Regions from separate parts of the Mus musculus genome. Here region 2 is linked to region 1. The links are chromatin contacts, called in public Hi-C maps. All regions are on one chromosome and are shown on one strand. The core of a region is the stretch at or near the end of the contact, and the rest is flanking DNA. Distances in the headings are between cores, read along the strand shown.

Evidence for each region. A called contact is a pair of places that touch in the nucleus more often than the background predicts.
Region 2: a contact with region 1 is called in a Hi-C map of pro-B cells, with 2.4 times the contacts expected there. The contact joins two enhancer-like sites. A contact is called at or near these places in 4 of 15 datasets of contacts at CTCF or cohesin (CD8 T cells, the NIH/3T3 cell line, large pre-B cells and 1 more), 156 of 484 Hi-C or Micro-C datasets (the AML12 cell line, the AtT-20 cell line, B cells and 86 more), 14 of 115 datasets of contacts at active chromatin or transcription factors (CD4 single positive thymocytes, CD8 T cells, T-cell acute lymphoblastic leukemia and 11 more) and 3 of 9 other capture datasets (adipose tissue, liver and pancreatic islet).

What each region holds. Positions count from the first base shown.
Region 1 is chr7:90,278,115-90,285,894 of GRCm38.p6, forward strand. No RefSeq gene overlaps it. Among named protein-coding and RNA genes, the nearest start is that of Ccdc83, 17 kb to the left of the region's middle. Within about 2 kb of position 2,992, at least 33 of the 459 cell types and tissues checked have an H3K27ac peak or open chromatin away from gene starts, as enhancers often do. A contact at or near this core is called in pro-B cells, where this site is marked.
Region 2 is chr7:90,393,531-90,401,310 of GRCm38.p6, forward strand. It overlaps Sytl2 (synaptotagmin-like 2), which reads left to right. Exons shown (of 20, transcript NM_001368878.1): 13 at 1,633-1,752; 14 at 2,944-3,113; 15 at 5,654-5,756. Among named protein-coding and RNA genes, the nearest start is that of Ccdc89, 29 kb to the right of the region's middle. Within about 2 kb of position 3,546, at least 6 of the 459 cell types and tissues checked have an H3K27ac peak or open chromatin away from gene starts, as enhancers often do. A contact at or near this core is called in pro-B cells, where this site is marked.

The sequences.
Region 1 (7,780 bases), core at 1,742-4,241:
ATTAGGACATATTCATAGCTCTACCTCACATCTGGGGAATGAGGCAGAGGCAATTACAACTCTCATCTTTTCAGCACTGTATTCATTTGCAGACAGAAACATAAATAGGTATTTTTTTTAGGAATATGCCTCCCATATTAGCAAACCCAGTCTTGTGCACTATGTTTTGAAACCAGAGGAAACGGGAGTTTGTGGTCTGTTCCTTCCACCTCATGTGGATTTCAGTATACTGTTTACTTTTTACGCAGCATCCTAGCTGAGAAGACCATGGCCAATGAGCCATACTATATGCTATTCCAGTGAAATGAGATGCCCAGGAAAGGCAAATCCATGTAGACTTCTGCTGTGGGGCCTCCGTCAGGGCAACCGCATGGAGAGAGGCTGTCCAGGTGAACATAGAGAATCTAAGAGCCACTGAATGGTACAGAAGAGCAAATGCTTTTGGGTCCTGATGTTGAAAGGTCCTTCTTTGGCTCAGCTCATCTATTAGTGAGGATGGCCTTTGTTGTCAAGCAGCTATGTTGAGGAAATGCCCCCCCCCACACTCCCACCCCCGTATTGGCATGGCCAACAGTCCAAAGGATATAGTTCACCTTCATTCATAAAATGAATCCATTAGGGGTTCCTTACAGAAAGGTGGATGACTCTTGGCTGGCTGAGTTTCCCCAAAATTGCTGCTCACCCTGCCCCCACTCCCTAAGCCCCCATTTTAATATATCTCCAAGTCACAGAGGCCATGATGTAAATTTGAGTCTGGATTGCTCCCCAGTGTTAAATAAATGGTAGCTACAGACAGAGGTGGTATAAGCTACAGGCAAAACCAGACTCTGGGAAAGATGGGCACACTCCATCCTTGCCCTGAGCTAGGATTCTGCTGGCCTTGCCAAACCTGGGAGGCGTGGGTTATTTTTTATTGCATGTGCTAGAAAACAGCTAAATAGTAGTTTGCTGCAAGTCGGGGTGACTCTGGCTAAGACGGGGAGCAAAGGCAGTATTAGCCAGCCTTCATCTTTACTGCCCCTTCCTTAAGACAGATCCTCGTCTTCTGACTTGATTGAAGATCTGACTGCATGTCCCATCTAGCTTTCTTGACCCCAGTTCTTTCTCTGCATTGTGCCAGAGACTCCATCCCTTGTTTATAATCTCTGTGGCTTCCCACAGGGCCAGGAGCAAAGAGTTCCGGATGTGACTGGTAAGGCTCTTGGCCATCTTGCTTACGCAGTCATGAAAGTCACCCTGGCCCATGCTGCGGTTAACAACTGGCATCCTCTAGATGGGCATCCTAAGTTGGGGTCTGTGTGTGAGTAGCTTTATTGGGAGGTACTCTCCAAAAGTTAGGAGAATGGGGAAACAAGAAAGGTAGAGATGGCAGAGTTTGTTGATGAACAAGTTCTCTAGAGACTGGATAAAAAGGGGTTGGTTTTGATAGGACTCTGGGACATAGCTCAGTAGGCTGGGTAGTTAGGTCACACTCACCATGTGCTGGAGACTGCTCCCGAGGGTGCTGACTGTGAGATGCTTAGAGCGTGCAGAGGCCAACTATGCCCTTGTACCTCGTGGGCCAGGGAGGTCTGTAACCAGCACTGCCAGAAGTGGTTGCTAGAAGAAGCCCTTAGCTTGCATGGTGAATTCAAAGAAAAATATGTGTGTGGGAGGGCGGGGGTTGGGGGATGAGGGAGCCCACCACAACGCTCAGAACCGGCTTCTCCCTTCTGTAGTGTTCCTGGTCTTATGACAGCTGTGTGTAAAATTACTCATTTTTGGTTAGTATATTAAAATAATGGGTTTCATTGTGACATTTTGTATTCACACACACACACACACACACACACACACACAGAGATTATATACATATACACTGCCCCTGCTCATGTAGACCTGGCTCCCCTGGAACTCGCCCTATAGACCAGGTTGGCCTCGAACTCACAGAGATCTCCCTGCTTCTGCCTCCTGAGTGCTGGGATTAAAGCTGTGTGCCACAACCATCTGGCCTAAACTGGAACTCTGTATCCTTCTACCTCTACCTCCAGGTGCTGAGATTACAGACGAATCAGAGTGTGCCGGCGTGTCTGGCACTGCCTACTGGTCCCTCAATGTCTGGTGCCACTATTAACTCAAATCAAGCCAGAAGTAGACTGCCAAAGACCCCCTCATGCCTGAATGACCCCAAATGTCCTTGGAGCACAGTTGCTGAGCAGCCCACTGCATCTTGAGTATCATTGGACAACCCGGCCGGCATGATATGTCTGGAAATGAACCCTGAGTTATACCGTGAGCATCGGGCTGGCAGCCACTGAGCTGCGGAAGTGATCAGAGCATGGCCCGGTGGCTTGAAAGAGGTGCTGAGCAGTTTGAGAGTGCCCAGAGCAGGAAGGGTAGGGACCGTGACAACAGAGGAGAGTTGATAAAAGGAGCCAGGAAAGGGAACATGAAAAATCCCACAGGCCTGTCCAGTCTTCTAGGCACAAGGTCTTAAGACCCTGGGCTGAGATTTTGTAACACTGGCCACTGCTAAGGGCTAAGGAGATAACCAAAGCCCCCACAGAGACTAACAGTAGAGGGCGCCACTTCCTACTACTCCCCCAGCTCAGCTACTGCTCTCTGCTGTCATATCCCGAGGGCGACAAAGGCTCCTGGAGACAAGCAGTTGAAGTCTGTTGCATACAGGTGATTTCCATCAACTAGAACGAAACAAAATCAAAAACCTTCCAACTAGCCAGGTAGCCTGTGCTACTGAAAGTAGGCAAGGAAGGCCACACAAGGGTAAGTTCTTTGGGTCTAAAGTACGGTAATAGAGGGGACAGCACAGGGGGAGAGCTGACTGAGGGAGACTGGGCAGCCTCTTTAGTAATTTTGTATTTTTCTGCAAGCCTAAGAGCAATCACCACGTTGTGCTTGAGTTCGAGAAAACGATCTATAAAGGCAAGCAGGCTCAGCCAGTGCCGTTAGAGAGGCTTTCAGCTGTCTGGCTGTATAACCAAGAACAGGTGGGGCGGATGAGGCTGGTGTCAGAGAGATTAGCCTCCTTCTGTGAGCACCAGGGCTTTCTCAGCCCAAAGCAAGACCAAGAAAGACCAATGAGGAAAGATTGGGTTTGGGGTGAGGACTGGAGGCTGGGAGGCAAGACGGGAGGAAAGAGTGCAGAGCCAACGTGGCTAACAAACTTCTGGCCTGTGTGTGACAGTTTTGATATGGAGTCACTAGACTGGTCAGGGGCAGGACCCACTAAACTAACCAGTCTAGTGGGCAGGAGCCACGTTAGTGAGTGGATTATAAAATGTTTATGTCCTTTTTTTTCTTTTGAGACAGGGATATCTCTACATAGCCCAGACTGTCCTGGAATTCATGGTTTTTTACATGTGTCAAAATTCATGATTATTATATGTGTGAAGAAATCTTCACCATGTATCTTCCAAAGGAAATAGTTGTGTATGGCACATAGAACATTTATATCCCCAAACAGTACCTTCCTTCCTACCACCCTACGTCCACCTTTCTTCACAAATTCTGTCCCACTGACTGACCGCATTTGAGAAGAAATGCTCGATTACTTTTCATTTGCATAACTCCCCTCTCCAGGTGGTTGTTAGAAGTTGGCAGGCTTCCATAAGTATGGGGCCATGACCTCTAAGGCTTAAACCAATACTTCCCAACCAGAGTGACTTTTGTCTCCTAGTGCCCATGTGGCAATATCTATAGATGTTGAACACTGTCATGACTGAGCAGGGGGAAGCGGGCATTCTCATAAATATCCCACAATGCACAGGGCAGTTTTCCACAGCAGCTGCTCTGAGGTTAAGCCCCTGGTTTAGACAGACCAGTTACACAAGAGCCCCGATTGTTATGAGCTAGCAGAGAATGAAGGGGAAAAACTGTTGCATGTCATTTACCCGATCCACACCTGGTCCTACAAACCGCCAGAGGTTTGCTCTGAGGGAGGGTTAGCCATTGGAATGTGTCCCACCAACGTGGAATAGTGGGCTTGGAACGACTTCGGTGAGGCCCTTGCATCATCAGAATTTAATGTGATTGCAAGCAGTGTCAAGAGACATATGATTTACCTGCTCTTCCATCTTTTTTTTTTTTAAAAGGCTGTCCTAAGGATGATGTGAGAAGTGTATTGGTGTGCTAGTATTACCACAGTTAAACAATAGAATTGTAAGGTTCTCCCAGTGCCGGAGGCTGGGAGTCCAGATCTGCGTACACTCAAGGTCATGCTTGCTGAGGGCTCTTTTCCTGACTTGTGCATGACTGGCTTCTCCCTGTGTCCGTATTCATGACCCTCCTTCTATGCAAGCAGGGGAGAGAGGGCCTACACGCAAGTCACATGTAGACAGGGGTGGGGCACACAGGACTAGTGCAAATAATTATGGGATATAATGATGACTAACTTTGGTGCCTGTTTTTATTAAATGGAAAGAGAGAAAAATTAAGTTTGTTGAATACTTGAGAAGACCATTTCTAATTTACTACCTACCATACAGCAAGGAGAAAACAGGAAAAAAACAGAGTATAAACAATTTTTACAATAGTGAATCTGTGGAGTGGCTAGAGAGAAGTCATTTCTGGGAGTTAAAGTGCCGGTGTCTTTGTATTTACGTCTGTCAGCTAAGAATATATTACACAGCACTTCTGAAGGGTCTAAAGTCACCATAACACATTGGAGGCAACGATTTTTTTTTAAAGGTAAAACTAGATTTGCTTTAAATCTAATATGTAATATGTATTATATGTGTTATATTTACTACCTGGAAATGTTTTCTTTTTTTTCTGAAGCGTTGTTTGTGTTTTATGTGGTTTTCCTGCATGTAAGTATGTGCATGTACACAGTGCCCTTGGGTGTTGTAAGAGGGAGTCTGATCCCCTGGGAAGGGAGTTACAGACAGCTGTGAGCTGCCCTGTGGTTTCAGGGAATCAAGCCCAGTCCTCTGCAAGGGCAGCCAGTGCTCTGATCACTGAAACATCTCTCTCTCTCTCTGTCTCTTTCTCTCTGTCTCTCTCTCTGTCTCTCTCTCTCTCTCTCTCTGTCTCTCTCTCTGTCTCTCTCTGTCTCTCTCTGTCTCTCTCTGTCTCTCTCTCTGTCTCTCTCTCTCTGTCTCTCTCTCTGTCTCTCTCTGTCTCTCTCTCTCTGTCTCTCTCTGTCTCTCTCTCTCTGTCTCTCTCTGTGTCTCTCTCTGTGTCTCTCTCTGTCTCTGTCTCTCTCTGTGTCTCTCTCTGTCTCTGTCTCTCTCTGTCTCTGTCTCTCTCTCCAGCTCCTATACATGTTCCCCTTTCCCTTTAAAAATTGCAAGTATTTAGAGGATATTTATCAAGGTCATGGTGCATGTGTACCCTAAGAATCTTGGTGTGCTAGAGACTTATTTGTTTTTTGTCTTTTAAAAATACAGTATTTTTATTCATTCTCTGAGAACATATATGCCTTCAATATATTTTGGTAATATCTCCTCCCCCCTCAGTATTTCCTTTAATTCCTCCTAGGACCACCCTAAAAACTTACCAGTAAAGGGCCTGGGATAAAATGTTGGAAGAAGACATTACATGTGTCAGAACCCATGTTAACAGTTGATTACCATTTTTTCCTAATACATCATTATCCTCATTACAATTCACGTATCTCATAGTCCCATAACCTAATTATACATGCTAATACAGAATATATATGAGAGTCCCAGGCTGAGGTAGGGAGAACCTCTGCTCTCCACTCCAGGCAACTGAAGTTCTTTGAGAAAGCCAGAAAAGGTAGGGTTTCAGGGCAGGGGAGAATAGGACCAAGTTGAAATTCTATGTTAAGTAAAGGCTTTGGGACAGGGCAGGGAAAGGGTCGGGGGTTGGAGTGTAGAGTCTGTGTGTGGCCCCTTCCCTGAACAGGTCATTTGTTGCTATGCACTCTTGCAGGAGCAAGGTTGTCCTGCCTCTGTGTAGTCCCTTGTAGAGTTGGGGCACAGGTGTTGGTCCCCCTTGAGTATCATCCCTCGTGGGATGGCTATAGTGCCTACTCAACCTTCGTAGTTCCTTTCATCAACATGAGTTATAGGCTTGCATCTATGCCTGCCCTTGCATAGGTGGCCAGGTACCAGGCCTGTCTCTGTGATGTCTACTCCAGAGAGTGGCTCAGACCAGATTTCTATGTCACAGAACACTGTGCGTTCTGATCCAAAGTTTCTTGCCTACTCAGAGGCATTCTGTGGGCCAGATCTCAGAGTGGTCCAGTGATATCTGCTCTGGGTTCTCTCAGTAAACCAGGCAGACCAGGACCTCTGCTTCTGAGCTGAGTCCTCGACTAGCCTGCTTTCCAAAATTCCCTTTCTCTCTTTGTAACTGAGACCACTGTTTTTCTGCTAATACCCATTTCTGAGATGGCAGTTGTCCAGCTGTTGTTTGCTCCCTAGAGATCCTAGCAGTTTGTGCCTGGCTGTCACCTGCCACCTTTTTTTTCTCCCGTTTTTGTTTGTTTTATGATGTTTTTGAAAAAAAAAAAAAACTAAGCCACCAAAAACTCTCCAGAGTGATACATGAATTGTTTTTGTATTTTGGATAAGATTTGACTCCGTTTTTAAAACAAAAATACCGAAAGTATCGATTTTCCCTTAATTGGCTTCTGTTTGAGGACTTATTTCTTAGCTCTTTTCCTTCCCCCTCGGAATTTTGAGGACTTATTTCTTAGTTTTTTTCCTTCCCTCTTGGAGTTTTGCACACTGGCGTGACAAATGTGTGACAAATGGCCGTCACTGCTGAAAACTCCACTCCTCAAATTCAAATATTTGCCGAGCTTATCTATTCCAAAACTGACAGATGCTTTCTATCTTTTGTTTGCTTTTTAGCTGACGTCCCTTATATGTCTCATCTTGGTGAACTTAGGCCTCTTTCTGGAGTGACTGCTTAAGCACACTGTGACTGAATCATATATTCCAGCACGGCTCACCAGCCAGTAGCTCTGCTGTTGCTAACTGACTTACTGATTTACAAACGCTCACCATCAGTACCTGTCTTGGGTCCAAGCTGAGACCCGTGAATGAGACCCAGAGACACAGAACTGAAAGCTAAGCAATAGCCACACATACTTGAGTTTGGGGAAGAGCTCTGAGGCAGACCATCTTAGCTTTATTTCTCCTAAAAAGTTGATCTAAGACATCGTATAAAGGTAGCTTAGACCGGAAGTGATCCCAAGAAGCCGGTCAGAAAGTGAAACAGGAAAAGGTGTGCTGGTGGGTGGGTCCTGTTGTGAGCAACAAGAATTCCACCTGATTTCTGATATCCTGAGCGGTCGTTTAGACAAACTTCAGGGTTGTCCCGTTGAGGGATAGGGTAGTTAGGGGATCCTTGGATTCTTGTCTTCATAGTTTGAAAGACACTTCTGAGAAACTTGTGTCTTCCTAGAGGAGAGGCGTGTACACAGTGAGATGTGTACACAAGGACTGACCCCGCACTGCCGACTGGACGAGGTGATGTGTCCAGAGTATCACTCTCAATAGAGAGTGAAGGATCTTTGATGTGATGGGCTATCACAGCTATGTACTGATGATGTAGTGGTATGGTATGCGTTGCAGATTCTGAAGGGCATATGTCCCTTTATTATTAACGCCAAGTGAAATAAATTAGTGAGATACACAATTCCCTGGTCAATTTAGTTTAATTAATTGTTTGATATCCCGCAGACAACTAGTGTTCAGAGTATAGTCTTCAACTATCACAGTCAACATCACCGGAAACTAATTAGGAAAGTAAATTCTTGGTCTCCCACCTAGTCTCTGAAGGTAGGACGTACCTTCCTACCACTCTG
Region 2 (7,780 bases), core at 2,296-4,795, 120 kb after region 1:
GAGAAACAGCACCTGCAAATATTTGGTCCTTGCAGATGTTTAAGAACCCTACACTACAGTTTGGGAAAAAAAAATCACTCATTTTGTGAGTAGAACTAACTCATTAGCTGGATGCTAGCCAGCATAAACTCCACACAATTTCTGTCATTTAGGCCTTTTGAGGTCTGTTCTGGTCTTAGGTGGTCATAGGAATGAAACATATAATGAGAGGTGAATTGTCCCGGTATATATTTGTTAAGTGTCTCCTTCAGTTTTAACCTGCTGGCTCAGCCCTTAATGGGACATTTGGCTTTGTGCATCAGAGGTGTCGGAATGAAATGGTATCACTTTACCTTTCTGAGCGCGGAGGCTTGACCTGCAGAGGATGCACTGGTGAAATCAGCCCTTGCCCCTCTATCAGCTGCCCCTGAGTGCTAGCTATGTGAAAAATGCTGCACCAGGCCCTTCCCCATAACTTATTAATGATCTAGTATACCAGTAGAAGATATAATGTGTTCTGAGAGGGGAATGGATTGTTTAGTGTGTGGGAAGGGAACGTAACATCAGAGATATTTAAAAGGTATGGATTTAAAAAAAAAGTCCTTGAAACAAGATTCTTTTCTCTTCCATGTAAGTCATTAATTTTTTTTCTTTAACTCCTTCATTAATCTGCATTATAATTGACATCTATGATGTTGGTGTGTAATCGCATGATCCTGGAATATGCTGGCATGAACTAACTACTCTTCCACAGCCCTGGAGCCATTGTGCAGCTCCATAAGCCCTGCATTCCCCAAGTAAAATTGTTATGGATGATGAACCTTATAAGACAACTTTCCACAAGCTTTAACTATAAATGCAATTGAATTCCTCACTGCTGTTTTCCCTCCTTGTTCTGAGTAGATGTTCCTTGGGATGTATTTAAAATTAGTATCCTATGCTTTTTAAGTTTTAAAGCCATATGTTGAAAGTTAGTGAATGAATAATTTAAAAGACTTCAGCAACAAATGGATGAATACAACAACACTATAGGTTACATAAGTGGGGCTTTACACTTAAAAATATAAAATGGAATTGAAACTCGTCAGATTAGCTCTTATTATTCCTAGTTTAATGGTATCTTTGGCAAAAGATTTTGATTTTTAAGAAAGCTAAAGCTAAAATATTAAGAATGAAAAGACTTAAGCATGGTATTTTATACTTTGGATTTCATAGATGTTTTATGATATATATAATATATATCATATGCACATATATATATATATATATATATATATATATATATATATATATATATATATATATACCTTCTCTAGGGAATGTAAATATATTGAAAGAGCTACAAGAAAGCTCACAGTGGCGCTGTTTTCCATAGGTCCTGGGGGTCACACAGTGGTAAAAGATCACTTTGCCATCCTCTTAGCACACTGCTCTCTTAGGTGAAGTTCACTGCAGACCACCACTCCATCCAGAATCCCCAGCAATTAGCCCCTAGCATCCATTGCCTTTGGGAAATGTCACAGACCAGTGTGTAATAAGATACCATCCTCGCCTGGACATAGATTCTGACGTTGACTCATTCCAAACTTAAAATATTCTGACCTTGACTCATTCCAAATATAAACACTGCATATGTGATGTGATGTCTTGTAGAGCGATGACAGAGAAACAGACACAGCATCAGAGAGCAGCTACCAGCTCAGGAGATACAAGAAGAGCCCCAGCTCATTAACCAATCTTAGCAGCTCCTCTGGCATGACGTCCTTGTCCTCTGTATGTAAACAAAGGCTCCATCTTAATCTCTCTCTGCTGCTCTAAACTTTGCTCTTCTATGCCCTTGCTCACTGGAAAGTAGCCTTTTGTCTTAGCTCTAAAATGTCGTTTTTCTTTAATTTCTAATTACCTTCCAGCTAGCTATATATTCCAATTCTCATAGAATGAAGGGTTTAATGTACATTATAATTTAAAAAAAAGTTTTTGATGTGCTTTAAAAATGGCAACAATATGAACCATTCTTTTTTTTTTTTTTTTTTAACAAACAAGAGTAGCTATTACAGAACCTGCTTATCTCGGACATGACTTTATATACAACTTGTCGACACACAGTTGTACCTGTCTTTAGATCAAGTCTTGTGAGGAATGGGATGGCATTCCATTGCCTTCTGGGAGGATCCAGAACAAGCTTTTAAATGGAAAGCTCCCAAAGTAAAGTGAATGTGATTATACGGAACTTCTCCCATAAATTAAGGCAGCTCATGTGGTGTCCATATAGAAATACACATGTGAAATGCCATTGGCATGCATTTCTTTAAATAGTTTTCTACTATCCATACACATTCATACAGCTCACTAGGTATACTAGACAAATGGCGCCATGCTTAAATTCTTACTAGCCTTGTATTTCTGAAGCCCTTTTAAAAAATCTATTTAAATTGATTTCCACCTCCCTGATAATCTATGTATGCCTTGGGAAGGCTCTAAGTTCCCTTCATCAATCATAGATAGTCTACCCTTCCTGAACTCTGAAAGCGCAAGGCTCAGCAAGCATTTCTCTAGATTCAGAGGATAAGGAACAGGGTAAAATTCCTTTGTAGTGTCATGGAATTTTAAGCGATGTGTCACTGTGATTTGTGCCTGGAGTTTCTCGCATCCTTTTTCCTTTGGCATTTTAAACACTAAGCATGGCTAACAGAGAATGCCACCTAGTGTAAAACCACCGTTTTGAGATGAACTCGCACCTAAATAACTTTGTGTTGCACTATTATCTGTCACTTAGCAACAGTTAAAGCCCAGGCATCTGTATCATGTCAGATCACCTGTGTTGGTATTGCCTTCTGCCATATCAAATTAGCTGGTTTTACATGCAAGCTGGAAGCATAATGCCAAGCAGAGACTGTGTGCGAGCCACTTGCACTGGGGTGTCAGGAATGCGACATAAACACTGCCTATTTCTGATGCACCCAGGCGAGTGGCAGTGTGATGAGCGTTTACAGTGGAGACTTTGGCAACCTAGAAGTGAAAGGAAGCGTGCAGTTTGCACTCGACTACGTGGAGTCCCTGAAAGAGCTGCATGTGTTTGTGGCCCAGTGTAAGGATTTAGCAGCAGCAGATGTTAAGAAACAGCGCTCAGATCCGTAAGTACAGACCTGGGAAGACTCGCCCATTTTTTTTCTTAGTCTTCAGTCAATCTGGTAGGGATTCAAGAAATCAAAGCCATCAATGACAGGGTCTGTGTGTGCTTGTGTTTACAGGGGTCTTTGAAAAGTTGGTTACTTTTTATAAACCCATATGCCAAACATTCGATTATAAAAAAGATACAGAGAAGCGCTAAATACTTCAGTTTGGGGACTTTGGAGGCATTGCTTGAGACAAAGATTAGAGACAAGTACACCATAAAGATGGATTCAGAGGCAGCAAAATCCAGAATAAAATCAGACCCCTGCTCCTCCTGGCAGACTTTCAAACTTTTTCTAAAATTAGAGACCTAAGGGACAGACTTCATAATGTTCATTGTTGTGAAAACACTTAAGACTTAATAATAAAGTAGTTCCCATATTTAAATTATGCCCTACACAGCCAAGTGTAGTGACACACATCTGTAACCCCAGCTGGAGGATGGTAAGTTAGAAGTAAGCTTCTGGTGTCTCAAAACAAATGAATAATAAATTCAGTTAAGTCTGGCATGGGAACGTTAGGAAGAGCTGCTAATTCATCTTTTAAATCACGTGAGTGAGTACATTTCAGTTTGTTTGAAGGTTGGCCTTTGAAGAAGTCTGATTTGTGACCGTTTCTCTGGGTTATTCCCGGTTGGCTTTTGTTCTTATTTGATTTCAAAGAGCAATGCACTGTTTTATTACAGAGTAGAGTAGACAATCATATCCATTCTAAATATAACCCCCTAAAAGTTAAAAGGTGCTTATATACATCAAATGCTGAAACATTCCCTTTTTATATTTTTAGACATGTAATTTTACTTTTAATTTATGAGTGCTTTGCTTGCATTGTATGTGTCTGAACCAAATGAGAGCCTGGTGCCAACAGAAATCAGGAGAAAAAACAGAGCCACTATAACTCAAGTTGAACATGGTTGTGAGCTGCATGTTGGTACTGGGAACCAGCCCAGATCCTCTGAGACAGTGAAAGCACTCTGAACCACTGAGCCATTTCTCCAACCCCATTTCTTCTTTCTAAAAATAATTTTTATTTATCCTTTGACAATTTCATACATGTGTATATATAGTACATTTCGATCTTATTCTCTCCTCCCCCATCCCTGTCTCTTGTCCCTTTTTCATTCCTATGGAACCTTTCTTTATCCCAATGAGTTATCTTCCCAATCACAAGTATTTCTATAAAAACAAAACAAAACAAAACAAAACAAAACAAAACAAAACACGAGCTTAATTAGGGTTGCTCATGAGATTTTAAATATGGCTTGGTTATTGCATCATGGGTAGTTGAATATTGGTAATTTTATCATGGCTGCACCCTTGAAGAAAAATAACTCCTCCTTCCCCATCAACCATTAATTGCCAATAGCTCCTCAACTAGGGGTAGGGCCTCATGTTTCCTTCCCATACGCCTCCTGGAATGTTGATGTTTTCCATCTTGTATAGGTACCCACAGCTGCCGTGAGCTCATGAGGGTTATCCCGTGTCATGTCCAGAAAAGTGCTTAGCAGCACTCTTCTTCATCCTCCATCTCTTATATTCTTTCTGCCCCTCTTCCTCCAGTGTTGCCTGAACTTGGGGGTTAAGGAGATTGATAGAGGTGACCCATTTAGGGATAGACACGCAAAGGTCTTGTTCTCAGCATTTTGACCAGTTATGAATCTCTGCACTAAAAAACGTCCCACTGCGAAAGGAAGCTCCTCTGACCAAGGCTAAGGGAAGCACTGATGTATGGCTATAAACACAAACATTTAGAAGGCAGTTTGATAATATGTTCATTTAGCAAAATAACAGTGGTAGGTACCCCCAGGAATACCACCATAAAATTTTGAGCAAGTTTACCCAGGTATGAGTTATGACCTATGAAACAGACCTCAACTCCAATCAGAAAGTGGTTGGTTACCCTATGACATCTATGTTACTGCTGCATTAGTGAGCTTGTCTGGCTTGTCAGTATTATAGCATGCAGGGTACACGGGTAAGCTCGCTGATTACTTTTCTCTCCTGGTAGCTTATATGGAGCACCTTGCAATACTGTGAAAGCTAGCCAGTGAAGTAAATTTCCAGGTCAGTTTCAGCTTTGTTCCTCTCTGCCCTGCCACCAACGTGGGTGGTGTATTTAGGCAGTTAGGTCTTAGTACATAGCTCTAGTGGCCAACCAAGACCAATGTCAGCAGCCCATGTTATTCAGAGGTGCAGCTCTGAGACCCCTCTGACCAACAATTTAGATAATCCACATCTGGCAGTAAGATTTTTTTTTTCACTTAATAACTTGTGGCTTCTAGGGGGTGGCTTCATTAAATCATTCATTCTACTAAGATCTCTTAATCCACTTAAACATTTAAAAATATAAAGGTGTGGACAGAAACATTTCTTTTTTACTGTTTTTATTGACACCACAGGATAATTTCTGCTCCTAATTTTCTATGTGTTATAAAAGGTAGATGTGAACATATCACTTTTGTCTTCTCTGACTTTCACATCTCTCCATGTTTCTCTTTTAGGTATGTAAAGACCTATCTGCTACCAGACAAAGGCAAAATGGGCAAGAAGAAGACACTCGTAGTGAAGAAGACCTTGAATCCTGTATACAACGAGATATTGCGGGTATTTCTAAATTCTGTCCACAGACAAAGCTTTGTGATGACCTGGGGAAATAGTCACGTCTGCTTGGATGGTGTCAGTACTGAAAATGTCAGCACCCCAGCCTCAACCGCCATTTTCTTTTTTCCAGTCACAGTGTGTTCCTTTCTAAAATTCAGCAGAAGTTCTTCTTCTTCACATTCTCACATTTTCTGTTCCTTCAGGCTGGAATGGTCTTCTTCCTAATCCTTTCTTAACTGTACCTTAAGCTACTCTTAAATACTTCTACCACAGCAACCATAATTCCTCTAATGACAACTGACTCCCTAGTCTTATGATGGCCTGTGTCAACATTTAGTCCGTTAACCTTGACAGTAAGGGTTAACTTCCATAAGGGTAAGGACGAATTCTATGGTTCGTATAGACTGTATAACACTCTGGCGCCTCAGATCTCAGAAATGAGGCAAATGGTAATTTCCATATATACCCCTTTTACAAACCGCAGACTAGACATTAATGAGTTAATGCCCCACATTAGACATTTAACACATACTGACCCACAGCGCAGTGTTTAGTGTAGGGAGCAGCACAGGAATGTTTATTGGAAAGATGGACAGGTGGGCTGTAAGCGGAAAGTTGCCTTGCTCACATACGTTCTTTGTCTCCCAACATGGGATGTCATGTGACATCTGTTACTATTGACAAATCAGTTAAATAAGAGGTGTTGTTCATTCTCTGTTTTGGAAAACTACAAGTATTTGATAATCCTCCAGGACAAAGGGAAGAAGCAGTTAAGTGATGGTGCCAGTCGTCCGTGGCTGAGGTAGCCATCTGTGGATTCATGCAGCAAGTTTGTAATTACCGTTTGACTGTGACATATCCCAGGACCCTAGCTATTTCTGGGTCAGCTGCTTCAACCCTATACTCAGAAAAAGCCAGCTAATTTAAATAGTAAATTCAGGGAATGGTAGGTCCGATATAGCCAAAATGGACCTTCAAGTAATATGTCACAAAGCCAAATGGAGATTATTTTTAGATTGGAAGTACTATTATTCCTTCCATGATTATATATAATCAAGGAGTGACTTAGTTTGAGATGAGAAACTGTTAGGACACCAAATCTTTTCTACCTAACCATGTGAAGCTGGAAAAATCAAATTTACTTTATTATTATTATTATTATTATTATTATTATTATTATTATTATTGTTGTTGTTGTTGTTGTTGTTGTTATTATTTTTGATCTGATAATGTGAGAGGTCTGTTTTCAGGGCAGAGGGTATATGGGGGCTGTACCTCATGTTTAAGTTTCTGTGAACCCAAAGCTGTTTTAAATAATGAAGTCTAGCTGGGCCTGGTAGTGCACACCTATAATCTGAGAACATGGAGAGGGGGTAAGGGAAATGTGGTGTTATCCTCAGCTCCATAGCAAGTTTGTGCAGGGGGCCTTAAATGAGACCTTCTCTCAAAAATAAAATAAAATAAAATAAAATAAAATAAAATAAAATAAAATAAAATAAAGAAAAGAAACAGAAACAGAAAAAAAAAAAAAAAAAAGACCTTGTCCTTAGGTGAAAAAAACAGAACTAGAATGATTTGAATTGTATTTTTAGATGGAACCTGATTGGTGGTGGTATATGCCTTTAATCCCAGCACTTGGGAGGCAGAGGCAGGCAGATTTCTGAGTTCGAGGCCAGCCTGGTCTACAGAGTGAGTTCCAGGACAGCCAGGATTACACAGAGAAATCCTGTCTCAAAAAACAAAAAAACAAACAAAAACAAAAAAACAAAAACAAACAAACAAACAAACAAAAAGCTCTATCTCATGTAAAAGCATCCAACAACGGTTGAATAGCTGACGTTTGTTTTTAGAAAGCTCTTTCCAGCTATGATATTTGAGCCACGGTTTGCCTTTTCCAGCAGAGGGGAAAGCATCCGAGTTCGTGAAAGATTGGGCTTTAGCTCTCTGAAATTAGACCCATGGAGTAAGATGCCTTGGCCAGGCCAGCCTTTTGAGACCGGAAACCAAACAGATGAGGCACTTTGGGT